Regions from separate parts of the Canis lupus genome. Here region 2 is linked to region 1. A link is a contact called in public Hi-C data. All regions are on one chromosome and are shown on one strand. The core of a region is the stretch at or near the end of the contact, and the rest is flanking DNA. Distances in the headings are between cores, read along the strand shown. Region 1 overlaps BACH2 (transcription regulator protein BACH2). Region 2 overlaps BACH2 (transcription regulator protein BACH2).

Region 1 (6,552 bases), core at 3,027-5,526:
TAATGTTATAGCCGATTTCATTCTCTGTCTAGTGGCCTCAGAACGGTGGGTGATCTTGCTTGCTATAGAAGTGATACTCAGGCATGACAGGATGAATTAAGGATGGGGCCTAAGTATTAACTCTTAATTCCCAAGCTCTTGTGGCTCTAAATTAGATGCAGTGTCATTATAACTGGGAGAATGTGAGCATGTTATATGTGTGTGTATCTGTCGCTGAAACCATGTTTGATCAATTGAATTGACCTTGGATTTCTTGTGAAACACATCAAGTGTATTATGAAACGAGCAGCCCAAATAAAGAAAAACATCTCACATATCTTGTCAAATATTTCATTAGGACCTCTGAAAGCTGACATTTCCCTTCTGCCACCAGATCTGAAATGAGAACAAAAGCACTTCATTTTTGATAAGTGGGGCTGTATTATTTTTTTTTCTGAAACCTTTTCAATTCCAAGATGCCTTATGAGAGTTATCATTGTGGGGGCAGAGTTTCCCCAATAAATGATGTAGACTCTTAAGGAGGCTCTCAAAGCCAATTATTTGGCAAGTAGTTTGTAAACCAAAGGCTAAAGGCATACGTTCTCAGATAAGGTCCAAGCAAAGAAAGAAAAAACTAACTTGATTGAGCACCTGTTGTATACTAAGTGAATATAAAAATAATTTGAGCAGAATAACAAGTTCTTAGGATCAGAGAAATGAGAAAAGATCAGTGGACTTACAGAGTCAGGGGGTTTTTAATGGAATACTATGTTCCATTATAAACACTCTTAGAAATATTTGAATAGAAGACAGAAAAGGGGAAAAGAAGACAACGAGGAACAAAGTCCTTAAAATCCGTCTAAAGAAGTAAGAATAAAGTGGAAGAGTTTCAGCCACTAAGGACAGAACCAAATCAGTCAAATTTAATACCAAGATAGTTGCTACCAAGTGGAAATATAATATTCATTGTTGTTCCTGAATTCTGCTAGCAATTTCTGCCTCTTCAGATTCTTTTGAAAATAAAGAAGTCTGCATCTGAAGATTTCTTTGGCTCTCAATCAAAGGTCTGCCTCACCCAGAAAACATCATCAGGAAGCCCAAAATCAATGGAATTTTTTTCAATGGATAACATAAGCCAATTTTGAGCCTGATTTAAAATTCACTGTATAAATTCATCCTGGCTTGCTACAGCTGTGAGTGTCCTCTATTTTCTATTGCTGACTCTTCCAGTAAAACATACAACCACTCCACTTTCCACACTTCAGATTTCAAGTGGAAGAGAGCTATTTGAAGGCCTACTCTCCAGACTGACTTATTGGACCTTGTAGAACCTGCTTGAGAAGCTACCACGAGTATAGATGTGTATGCGCTTACTTTTTGAAAATGATCTTTGATCCAAGAAAATAACAGCGTTAGTATTTATGTGCATGCAGTTATGCACCAGGCTTTCTGAAGGTCCTATTATAAACAAGCTGGAGCTCCTGTCCCTCTAGTTTGGGTTATACTCTGTTCTACTAAAAAGATACGTATGCTTCATTAAGCAAAGATTTATTAGCAAGGCCAGCAGGTGATAATGGAACAGTAATTTTTACATATCAACTTTGACTCGGTGCCCTTAATTGGCAGCAAGGAGAAATATTAAAAGATCTTGCTAACGCAGCATGATGCATGGGAAGTAAGAACATTGGGGAGTTTTTTTCTTCTGTGATATATTGGGAATCATAAAACCTTGGTCTTAAAATTCATCTGACCCAGCACTAAAGAAATGGGCTATATTTTATCTTCTGTATAGCCTTCCTGTCTAATACAGTGATGCTGATGATAATTTAAAAAAATAACCTTTATTGAGCATTCACTATGTGCCAGGCACTGCTCCATGCACTTTTTTACATGTTTAACTCATTGACCCTCTGGGATTGCTGTTATTATCTCCATATGGTAAAGAAACTGAGGTAAAAGAGGTTAATTGTGCCAAGATCAGCTCCTAAGTCAAGGAGCCTGGATAGAAGCCTGAGCAGCCTGACTCCAGGGCCCATATTCTAAACCCTCTTGCCTCAGAGATGACAGTAGTACACTCATTAAAGATGCAAGTGTCGGGATCCCTGGGTGGCTCAGTGGTTTAGCACCTGCCTTTCGTCCAGGGTGTGATCCTGGAGTCCCGGAATCAAGTCCCGCATCAGGCTCCCGGCATGGAGCCTGCTTCTCCCTCTGCCTGTGTCTCTGCCTCTCTCTCTCTGTCTCTCATGAATAAATAAATAAAATCTTTAAAAAAAAATGCAAGTGTCTGTGGGCTTGGGGGGGGTTTATAAGATTTTCTTATGTATTAATTTGAGAGAGAGAGAGCAAGCTGGGGGAGGAGCAGAGGGGGACGGACAAGCGGACTCTGCACTAAACGCAGAACCCAACACGGGGCTTGATCCCAGAATCCTGACATTATGACCTGACCCCAAATCAAGAGTCAGACACTTAACCGACTGAGCCACCCAGGCGCCCCGGGTGTCTGTGTTTTAAACAAATGGGAAAATAAATAAATAAATAAATAAACAAACAAACAAACAAACAAACAAGAAAATAAGGCCCATGGTGACACACCAGTCAGCTGTAGCTTGGAGACAGCCAGTATCTCCATCTCTTGTTCAAGGTTTTCCTGTGCCACAAAGAAGTCACAGGAACCCAGCAAGAGAAATTTTCCTTCATGCAAAGATAATGAAAAATGCTGAAAAAAAATGAATGTAAAATGATAGCAAAGAGAAAATACCTTAATTCGGAGATAAATTTTCATTCTTCTTCCTTCTACCCATTGATAATTCCTCAATTCATGCCACTTGATCAATAAAAACCTTAATATCTAGGTCATCTTGACTCCTGTAAGGACTTGCTTTTGTCTGAGGCCTCATTTTTGAGGCACAAGGTATATAAGACATGTCTAAGAAACCAATTATAAAGATTTTTTTAATAGAATTATTTTATTTTTTAAAGGTTGTAGTTATTTATTTGAGAGTGCACACAAGCGAGAGAGCACAAGGAGGGAAGCAAGAGGGAGTGGGAGAAGCAGACTCTCCACTGAGCAGGGAGCCCGATGTGGGGCTCAATCCCAGGACCCTGAGATCGTGACCTGAGCTGAAGGCAGATGCTTAACTGACTGAGCCACCTAGGTATCCCTATACAGATTTAATAATAACCCAGTGTGGTAGGTAGAATAATAGCCCCCCAAGATGTCCCAAACCTATGAGTATATTTACCTTACGTGGCAAAAAGGATTAAGTTAAGGATCGAGCTGGGGAAAGTATCCTTCATTATCTAATTAGGTGCAATGTAATCATAAGAGGGAAGCAGAAGGGTCAGACTCTGAAGGTCCACTTGAAAGTCTGAGGTCCACTCAAGTCATGATAGAAGACGTTTCTAGAGTCCCAGGTAGAAACCCTGACCAGGGAACTGGTCAGTTGCTCCGCAATTATCATAAAAATCGATGAACAGGGCCTGGGAAGAAGGTTGTCTTTTCCCCATCTCTGACCATAGCTATTTTCAGCAAGTCATCGCATTTCATTAGTTCATCTATCTTCCGTTCATCTTTATTTTAAAATAAAACAGACTTCTCACATTCTGTAGGAACTTTCACCTCTTTCCCATTGCCAGGCCAGAATGATTTATTGGGCAAGTTAGCTGTCCTTAAAAACCCTACATCATGCAGTGGCTAAAACAACTGGCTAACATCGATGGTTGTCATCCTTTAAAGAAAGCTCCAGGCTACGGAATTCTGACCATATCCTCATGAGTAATATATGACTTTGATTCCCAAACTACCTTAGTGATGCTTCTGAACCCATACATAATTCCTATCATATCCGTCACGTGGTAAATCATCCCAAAAGACTGTGACTGGAACCCTACTTCCACCAGTGTGATATCCAAGCTCTGGCTTTGGTTGGTTGGTTAGAAGCAGTGTGGCCCTTTGTATATGAGTCTCAGTCCATGCTGTCATGCATCAGCAGCTCATCCGCCTCCCGGCCTCTCTAATCTGTCTACATCGCTAGCCACACTCGGGTCAGGACATGCCCCCTACCCAGCTTGTCCCCAAACTGTGGCTAATCTCCCCAGTACTCCTGCTTGGCAGACTCCAGTGGCTCTCGACTGCCGGCCAGACTCGTAGGTGTGACATAAGCTGGCTGTGCTGCTTACCCCCCTGCTCAGCTCTCTAGTGTCTTGTGGCCACCCCAGCACCCCACCACAGTTGAACTCCTGCGGCACCCTCAGATATGTCTGCATATCCCTTCCACATGCAGCACCAGCGCCCACCCAGTACCTGGCTACCCCTCACTTGGGCCTCCACCTCTGTCTTCCTTCCTCTGAGTCAGATGCCCCTTCTGCCAACCCCTGTGCTTGCACCATTGCAGCTCTTTCACTGTGTTTTACTACCTGCAGACTCGTCTCTGTCCCATCAGCCTAGACCATCTCAGACTAGGTGCCCTTTCTTCCTTATTCATTGTTTTATCCTCCTAGCACCTAAGGCTATAGAAGCATGGGAGGTAGGTGAAGTTTGTTAAGGGAGAAAAGTGAGCTGTACCCTATATTGCAAAGGTGGTCCACAGCAGCAGCCCATATAGTAAGGTCCCTGTAGGGGAGGACACCTGGTCTCACTGCCTCGAACTGGATGATGCAGGCTCCTCAGCCTGCAAACCTAACCCAGCTAAGGACTGTGGTAGAACTGAGATTTCCTGGTCTCTGCATGAGGCTGCACACTTGCCATTTTGATGCATTTGCTCCCATATCACTGTGTGGCAAAGGTGAACTAAAATGACGAGGAAAGGTAGCTATAAAGTATTATTAATTGCCAACAGACTTAGCAGTTCATAAAGTAATGTTATGATCCAGGACAAATAAGAACAAATCGAACAGCCTTTTAGGTCTGCATTCAGTATAACCAGCTAAAGATTTCTTATACGTGATGACCAAATAAGAGGTCCCAAATGCCCTTTTTCCCCCCTAAAAAGTACACCATTCAGATTCTACATATATTTTTGAGGCAATTTGCTTCTCTTCTCCTTGCTCTCTTTCTATGACTTGCCCTGCAACCCAGCAATATAAATATCTTGTGTTCTTGTGCTCCCTCTCCTGGTCTTTTCTGTCTTTCAGTAAGACCATGTTCCTAGAATTGTGCACACATCACCCCCGCCCCCCCAGGTGGGGGCTTGGCGTGTTAACAAAGAAGCTAACCAGCGCTGCAGGGCATGTTGTAAGATCCGTGGGGGACCAGAAACAGATTCACTTCTTTGTTGTTTGCAGGCCAGCTTGACTAAGTGAAAAAGGGCCATACTGGCACGGAAGAGAAATGTGCCTGGCATCCCTTCTGAGAAATGAAATGCTGTCCAGAAAAAAAAAAATAAATAAATAAATATATATATATATATATGTACATATATAAAATAAAAAGCACTCGATAGTACATTTTTGAAAATATTCCTCCCTGGAGATGTACAGATGCATGGAGGATGTGCCCTATCAGTTAACAGTGCTAATTACCTAATTATCTGGTCAGGTGCAATAAAAACCCCTTTGACATTCTGTTCCTTCCATATGCCAGATAAAGTGTTCTGATATCTGCTCTGTACTGTGGTGAAGAGCACACCATATTCTCTCCCCACCAAGAGTAGGGATGTAGAATGGTCTTCACCGCTGGCTAAGGTGGTGCTTTGCATCAGGAGCACAAGGCTGGAGATGGGGCAGTGCAAGGTCCTGCTATAGAGCTAGCAGGACAACACTCCCTCAAGAGGGAGAACAGACTTCACCTGGTCTCCTTGGCTCCCAGCATCCCCTGGAGCTACCTCTGAGCTCTGACCCTGCCCACCTCTTTGTCTCATTGCAGTTGCTTCTTAGACATTTCACAATTTTACCCATTTACTTTATATTCTTTTTTTTTTTCCCCATTCGACTTTCCAAAATAGCATCCTGGCTAAGTATGTCATTTTTCCTATTTTAGTGTAAAAGAAGATTTTGATTTTGATTTTTCTCAAGCCCATCCAGAAAAGCACACACCCTCAAATCTAAATTGCTATCATTCTAACTTAACGTGCTAAGGAAGAACCGTTTAACACTCCCAGTCTTATTCCCTCTGCCCTACAGGATCGTGGCTGTGTCCTCTCCTAAAACCCTCCCTATTTAGCCCTAAGGTTTTCTTCTGTGCATTGTCAACCTCTTCCCAATGGATCATTTCTTTTCTTACTGTGGTGCTCCCTTTTATGGGGTACATTTGAAGTTTCATGTAGATGGGGTGGAGGACACTCGTTTCTCTTAGGTAGAGAAGAGTGTTGTTAAATCCTGGGTATTTATAGAAATTCCTTTCCTAGAAGGCCACGAGGCTATTTGTTACAGAACCACAATATTTGGAGACCAAAGGTTGACTTGCATGGGTGTTGTGCTCTCCTGTCTTCCAGCCTGTCCTGGTCCAAACTTAGTGCCTTTCGATAGCCATGCTCATCCCTCTTCTCTCAAAGTCTGAGGCACAGGAGTCTCAACAATATAGAGGATAGCGTTTACTTATTCTCCAGCTGTGAATAGTATATTGTGAGCTTCTCC
Region 2 (6,552 bases), core at 1,146-3,645, 120 kb before region 1:
AGAAAAAAAAATCAGGTCTCATTTTTTTAATTAGAAGAGCGCCATCGCAAAGAAAGTGACAGGGAGAGAAGGGAACAGCAAGATCTATGACAGCAAAATAAAGAGCAGAACTCAGGAACATGAGGGTAGAACAAGCTTGTCATAGACCAGTGAGAGAAATGAGTGTTCCCAGAGCAGCCAGATGACTTGGTGAGAGATGTAGCCCTGCTAATGTGATTTTGACCAGAAGCCAGGTGGGACTGTTCCTGAAGCCAACACAAGAAAAGTCACTTTCACCTAGAGGCTAAAGTGGTACCAAAGAAGGTCACCCTGGGATGCTCTAGGGACCCAGTACAGAGGTCTGTAGACAAAGTGAACTCTTTTGGAGTTCATTTATAGCAGAGGATTTTAACCTAGGGTCTGTGGATTCATAGGGGATGCCTTGAACCCCTCCCAGAATGTGGAAATATGTTCTGTATGTGCATCTTTTTCTGGGGAGAAAAAGTCATCGGTTTGTGAAAGGACCTATGACAGGAGGAGGTTTTAAAAAAATTAGTTTAGATGTTTCTCTTAAAGTGCCAAGGCTAATTTTCTGGCTGTGTGATAGATTGTGTTAAATGGTCTGGCACTCCTAATTTTTGGAATAAAAATGAATTCTTAGTGAATGATCTCACTGCCTACAGTGCTGTCTGATTCTGTCCTGGCATTTGATAGAACTTGTTAGGAGATTAGGTAAGACAGGATGTTGGTACATTTGAGGTCATTAAACCAAGAAGGGAGGGAAAAAAAAAAAGAGAGAGAAATCTTGCTAAATATATTGTGGAGTTGAACTAAATGCTGAATAGCTGAGGGACGTTCTTTGTGCTCTGTGCCAACACTTTTAAACCCTGCTGAGAAACAGACTGGAGCGGCAGAGACAGCTCCATCTAGATGTAGCACGTTGGTAAATGCCTATCTTTCCAAGAAATATTGTTTTACTTGTCCTTTTATGGAGGAAGCATGGAAGGCTGTGATTTCCTGGGTTGCACAACATTTTTGTAAGCAGATACAACTAGTATAGAACCTCGAGAAACAACAAAAGCTACCTTTTCACCTGGCAACCAGCGTTCTCAGAGTTCTGGTTTCAAGACTGGGAGGATAATGGAGAATATGACACAGAGAGAAGTATATCTGAAAGGTTTTGTTAGATGAAATGTAACCCCCAAAGTTTATTTTCTACCTGTGTTTTCCTGTCTTTTCTTTGGGGAGGAGCACTCTTAAATTGCATTTCGAATTTACTCTTCAGAATTTTTTTTTTTTTAAGTAGGCTCCACACCCAATGTGGAGACCACCTCGGGGCTTGAACTCACAACCCTGAGATCAAGCCTGAACTGAGATCAAGAGTCGGACACTTAGCCAACTAAGCCACCCAGGCCCCCAGAAAATACTCTTAAAAATGTACTGGATGGGGCAGCCCCGGTGGCGCAGCAGTTTAGCGCCGTCTGCAGCCCGGGTGTGATCCTGGAGACTCGGGATCGAGTCCCACATCGGGCTTCCTGCATGGAGCCTACTTCTCCCTCTGCCTGTGTCTCTGCCCCCCCCCAATAAATAAATAAATAAATAAATAAATAAATAAATAAATAAATAAATCTTTTTAAAAAAATGTATTGGATGAGTCATGGTGATGGTTGCCCAGCAAAATTAATGTACTTAATTCCACTGAACTGTTCACTTAAAGATGTCAAAATGTGACTTTTATGTTTTATGTTTTGAAATATGCATTGATGCTATGAAAATATGCATTGGATAATACAGAGGGGGAAATCATTTACCTTTTGAGATGGGAATTCCAAGTATCTTTATGTGTTAAATATATGCCCTTTCCTCTGTATTGATATGAATAAGTAATAGGCAAAGTGTATGTGGGATGAAAATGCTCCCTTAAGCACTCTGTAGCCCCAACTCTGTCACCTACTCACTGGCTGTGGGACCTGGGACGTGTATCCAAAGTAGATGATGAGCCTTCAATAAATTCTTTCTCCTTCTCATCCTCTTCTTACACCACAGTTTCCTCATCAGTAAAAGGAGGATGATTGAACGCCATGATCTCCAAGGTCCTTTCAGCTCTACCAATCCATGCTTTATGAAAACAAAAAACAAAAACAGAAAACAAAAATAGGTCTGCAGAACAGTATCAGATCCATCTGGACAGCCGCAGTCCCCTGTGTGTACACACAGCAGCTTTTGCCACTTCTGATTTGCACTCTCCTCTGCTCCGTATTTTTTCTTTTCCTCAGCCTGCAGAGAATCATCCGTAAGCTTAGAAAGGGGAAATGAGGAGAGAGGATTGAGGTGGCTCAAGACAGAGGGCTGGGGTGAGGAGCCTGGCGGTGGGTGTCAGGCTGGGTGCAGTGCCTACACCGCAGCAGGACTGGAGTTGGCTCTGATAGTGCCGTGTGGTTATGGGTACCGTGGGATTCAGAGCCACAGCCCCCAATTCACTGCAGGGTGTATGACCACAGCAAGATAAAGTACAATTGATATTTATATAAGGCAGATGGTGGCAGGAGCATAGAGACTGTAGATCCAGGGAGAGGAGCTGAGTTTGTCAAGTGAGGAAAAAGCAGCAGGAAGCAGAGCCTGTTAGGGGAAGAAGAGGCTTCTGAGGGTGCAGGTGGCAGCTGGAGGGGAGGGTGAGGGCAGGTGTGTGGCCAGAGTCCCCAATCAGGTTTTGAGCTGGAATCAGATGAGATCTGGCTCTAATAAATCAAAGCGTAGGTGCAACTACATGCTGTCTCGTGAGTCCTCCTCGCAAATCACCCAGCCTTCTGTGATCCTGGGGACTTTCGATGCCAAGAGGGAATTGAAAACAGAGAGGCCAGTTACCATGACAATAGCAGTGGACCCAGTGAGAAATAATGGTGACAGGAGTAGAGATGGAGAAGGGTAGACTGATTGGAAATATAAGTTGAAGGTAGAATCGGCAGCACTTGCCGACGGGTTAGATGTTTAGAAGGGAGAGGGAGAGAGGAAAGGCTAAGAAATCTAAGATAACTCTTAGTTTTTTAGCTGTAGGTCAGTGGTATTGCCTTTTCCTTGAATGGTTTATCACACCCTTTTTGAACAACATATGGCTCACCTGTCTTCAGGGTCCTGGCCAAAATTGTTGCAGCCGTCACACCTGCAGTGAGCTCTGTGTGGACCTCGCCAGCCTCACTTGGGGACAGCCCAGCAGCACCTTGCTTTGTGTGAGCCCCACTTGGCACCCACACTTGTGCAGCTTGGAAGTCAAGGGGCACCTGCAATTGACAGTTGAGGCCAGCAGGCATTTGAAGCTCCCCAGGGGGATAGGACTTTCCAGGTTTTTCTGGCTGGTAAATGAGCGTGGACAGAGCTGAAGTTCTCAGATTAGGGGAAGGAGGCAGATAGATCAGACCAAGCATGGAACCTAGGAAAAGTCAAGGCACTATTGGCCCATCCAAGTTCTCAAGAAACTGCCATTCACTACGTTGGCAAGCAAACCCACTGGGCTTACCCACAGCATTTCTTGCAGATGAACTTAGTCATTGTGTGATTTCATGGATGATCTTTGACATAGGGATAGAAAATATGGTACTTGAGCCCTAAATGGTACATCAGACCCTGCTCTGGGCATTTTCTGCTTGGGCATTGATTGCCGGGAATGGTGATGCTCTTCTGAGATTGAGACCCAGAGTGAGATTCCTCATGCAGCATTTTCACTGCCATGTCCCATGACTAAGGACAGGTATCCTGTGCTTTAAATCACCTTTAGAAAATGATCTAGGTCATTTCTTAATAAGCTACACGGTAGTACTTTTATTTAAAGAAACTGCAATAGAAAAAAGTATTTAAGTCTTATTAATTCTAATTTAATTCTAATGTGTGAAATATAACCATTTTAGGACTAACAAGTTAATTAATTCTTTTTCTACACATAATCAGATTACTGTAGGACCTGAAGCTTCATCAGGTTTGACATTTTACCGGTAGCACATGGAAAATTGATCATGTTTCCTTTGGGAAGAGGGATGTCATCTCCCCAAATTATAGTGGCTGGTAGTGCTACACAGGAAAGGAATAGCCTTGAGAGTCAGGTGGAGACAGATTCGGATTGCATGTCACCCCCTCTCCATCATTGTGACCTTAGCCAAGACATTTATCCTCTGTGAGCCATAGTTCTCCCATCCAGCAGACGAGTTAATAATACCTGTAAAATTCCTACGATAGTTCCCAGTACACAGAAGTTTTCAGCAAATAGAACTTAGTATGGTATGTAAATACAGGCCAGTATTTTTTAAGATATAAAGCCTACAGACCCCAAAATTATTTCAGGTGTGTATTTTCAACACTTATTTCTTTTTGGGTTTTTCTTTTCTGAATTGTCAATGGCAAATAGTTCTAAAATAGCACTATCCTCTTATAATAGAGGTAGAAATCTGGACAAACCTACCATATTTTGGGAACGCAAACATCTTGAATATCAACAAAGTGAATTTTCTAGCTATATTCCCCAACCAGAATAACTTCGTCCCAGCACCTGATATGTGTAAGTGGAAACTTTCAGAGACATTTTCATCTTAATTTTCTCCATCCTGTCTGAAATGGCTGCGTCTTTCTGTGTTGTAGCAAAAAAAAAAAAAAAAAAAAAGAGAAAAGAAAAGAAAAGAAAGAAAGCACATTTCCTTGCATTACCTTCCCATGCCAGTAGAGCAAAACACAAAAGCCACAAGATCTATGATTCAAAGGTCTTTTGCCTTATACAAGTGACTATTTAAATTGCTTGAAATGTAAAGTTTTTAAAAATTCATCTCTGTAGTTTCCAAAAAATTAACCCCTTTCTTTTTAAAGCCCTTCTGGCCATAAAATGATGTGTGACGACTCCATTTAGTGTTTCTGAATATGAATAAGGACACCAGGGCCACTCTCAGTTTACATGTTTATTGCTAAAGCTGTCACCAAATTTTTAGTAAATTTTATATAGCATGGGACAGTGGAACATTTGAGATTTGACCTTTTCTACAGGTGATAGTTCCAAAAGTACAAATTGCATTCAGTCTAAGTTTTGAACTCTTGTTTTCTGACCACTGTAATTTATTTTTCTACTCAATCCAGAGAGAAAAAGTGATGGGAACATGCCTGTGTGTCTATAGATGTGTAAGAGTCATTTATCAGCTCCCAAAATCAGTAGTCCAAATTTGGGCAGGGGACCAGAGTGGCATTTTAAGACTAGGAGGTCAGGTTGGCTCGATGGTACCAGCCAGGTACAGCCCTGCTGGGATACTAAGCAAAACCATTTGAATATTTTGCCTCAAGTTAAAATACAGTGAAAAGAACTTAAAAATATTGTATCCCAGGACAGCCCGGGTGCCTCAGCGGTTTAACGCCACCTTCAGCCTAGGGCATGATCCTGGGGTCTCAGGATCGAGTCCCACGTCAGGCTCTCTGCGTGGAACCTGCTTCTCCCTCTGCCTGTGTCTCTGCCTCTCTCTCTCTCTCTCTCTCTCATGAATAAATAAGTGGAATCTTTAAAAAAAATTATTGTATCCCAGAGCAAGATGTCCCTGTCCTTTTAAATTTAGGCAAACCTGGATTCGGGTTCAAACAAGAACATAAACCAATTCTAAATATTTTGTTTTATTTTCCTTGTAACATTCTAATAGATACAGTGGTTTCAGTAAGGTGGGAAGCATAGGAAAGAATTGACGACAGGATAGGGAAAACATTATTGGAAGCTGGAAAAGCAATAAACCAAACCACTTTCTTAGAAATTATGTTGTATTATATTTGTGGTGTAGATAAAAGTACCTCCATCTATAGTTTCCTAGCAAAAAGCAAATACGGTTTTGTTCATCACATCCCATTAAAACCACTAAGAAAATCTTAGCTAAGAGTTGAATTGTAGAGACAAAGATGCAATCAGCTTCACTTATACAAGAGGTACCTTCTAGAAAACCCGATCATTTCGCTGCTAATTGGTATAAATGTTCCCTTGCCCACTGCATGCAGCTTGAGATCCACTTATGCTTTTATGATTGTTGCTGTAATTAAATACCACTTAGTTTCTCTTAGGCTTAAGAATACAGGTCTCCTTGACTTTTTCTTTTAAATAAATTTATGTTTGTGCAAGAGGGAATTACTTACAGATAATTTCCCATACCTGGGATATGTTACTTTACTTATAAGGGAAGGAACAGTAATCATTCAGATATCTCTTTTTAAACTTTCCCCCAGCTTCTCTAACAGTAAATATGAAGAAATGAAAAAGCTGTGCTTTCATGCTTAGTGTAGCATTACCATATCTACTCACCCACCTTTTCCTAAGCACAGTCCTGTGAACCACTTCAAGGTTTTGTGAGGTCTTCGGAAATCAGTCTAGCTGAGAAACACCATGAGGGCAGGAAGTGTCCATAGCTCTCATTCACCATTGTTTTAAGACACTTAAATGGTGCCCAGGACCCAGGGAAAGCTCAGTAAAAACTTCCTGAATGGGTGTTGTCCAGTGGGCTTCTGGAGTCTGAAATATGTCCCAAAAAACTAGTATGTAAGGCATCTAGGGCTGCACTATCCAATCAG

Evidence for each region. Hi-C and Micro-C count contacts between places; a contact is called where the count stands out from the background.
Region 2: a contact with region 1 is called in a Hi-C map of skin fibroblasts, with 2.5 times the contacts expected there. The contact joins two enhancer-like sites. A contact is called at or near these places in 2 of 9 Hi-C or Micro-C datasets (amygdala and skin fibroblasts).

The regions. Positions count from the first base shown.
Region 1 is chr12:49,357,210-49,363,761 of UU_Cfam_GSD_1.0, reverse strand. All of the region lies in intron 4 of BACH2 (transcription regulator protein BACH2), which reads left to right. Among named protein-coding and RNA genes, the nearest start is that of GJA10, 68 kb to the right of the region's middle. Within about 2 kb of position 4,276, at least 2 of the 20 cell types and tissues checked have an H3K27ac peak or open chromatin away from gene starts, as enhancers often do.
Region 2 is chr12:49,477,739-49,484,290 of UU_Cfam_GSD_1.0, reverse strand. All of the region lies in intron 2 of BACH2 (transcription regulator protein BACH2), which reads left to right. Among named protein-coding and RNA genes, the nearest start is that of GJA10, 190 kb to the right of the region's middle. Within about 2 kb of position 2,395, at least 2 of the 20 cell types and tissues checked have an H3K27ac peak or open chromatin away from gene starts, as enhancers often do.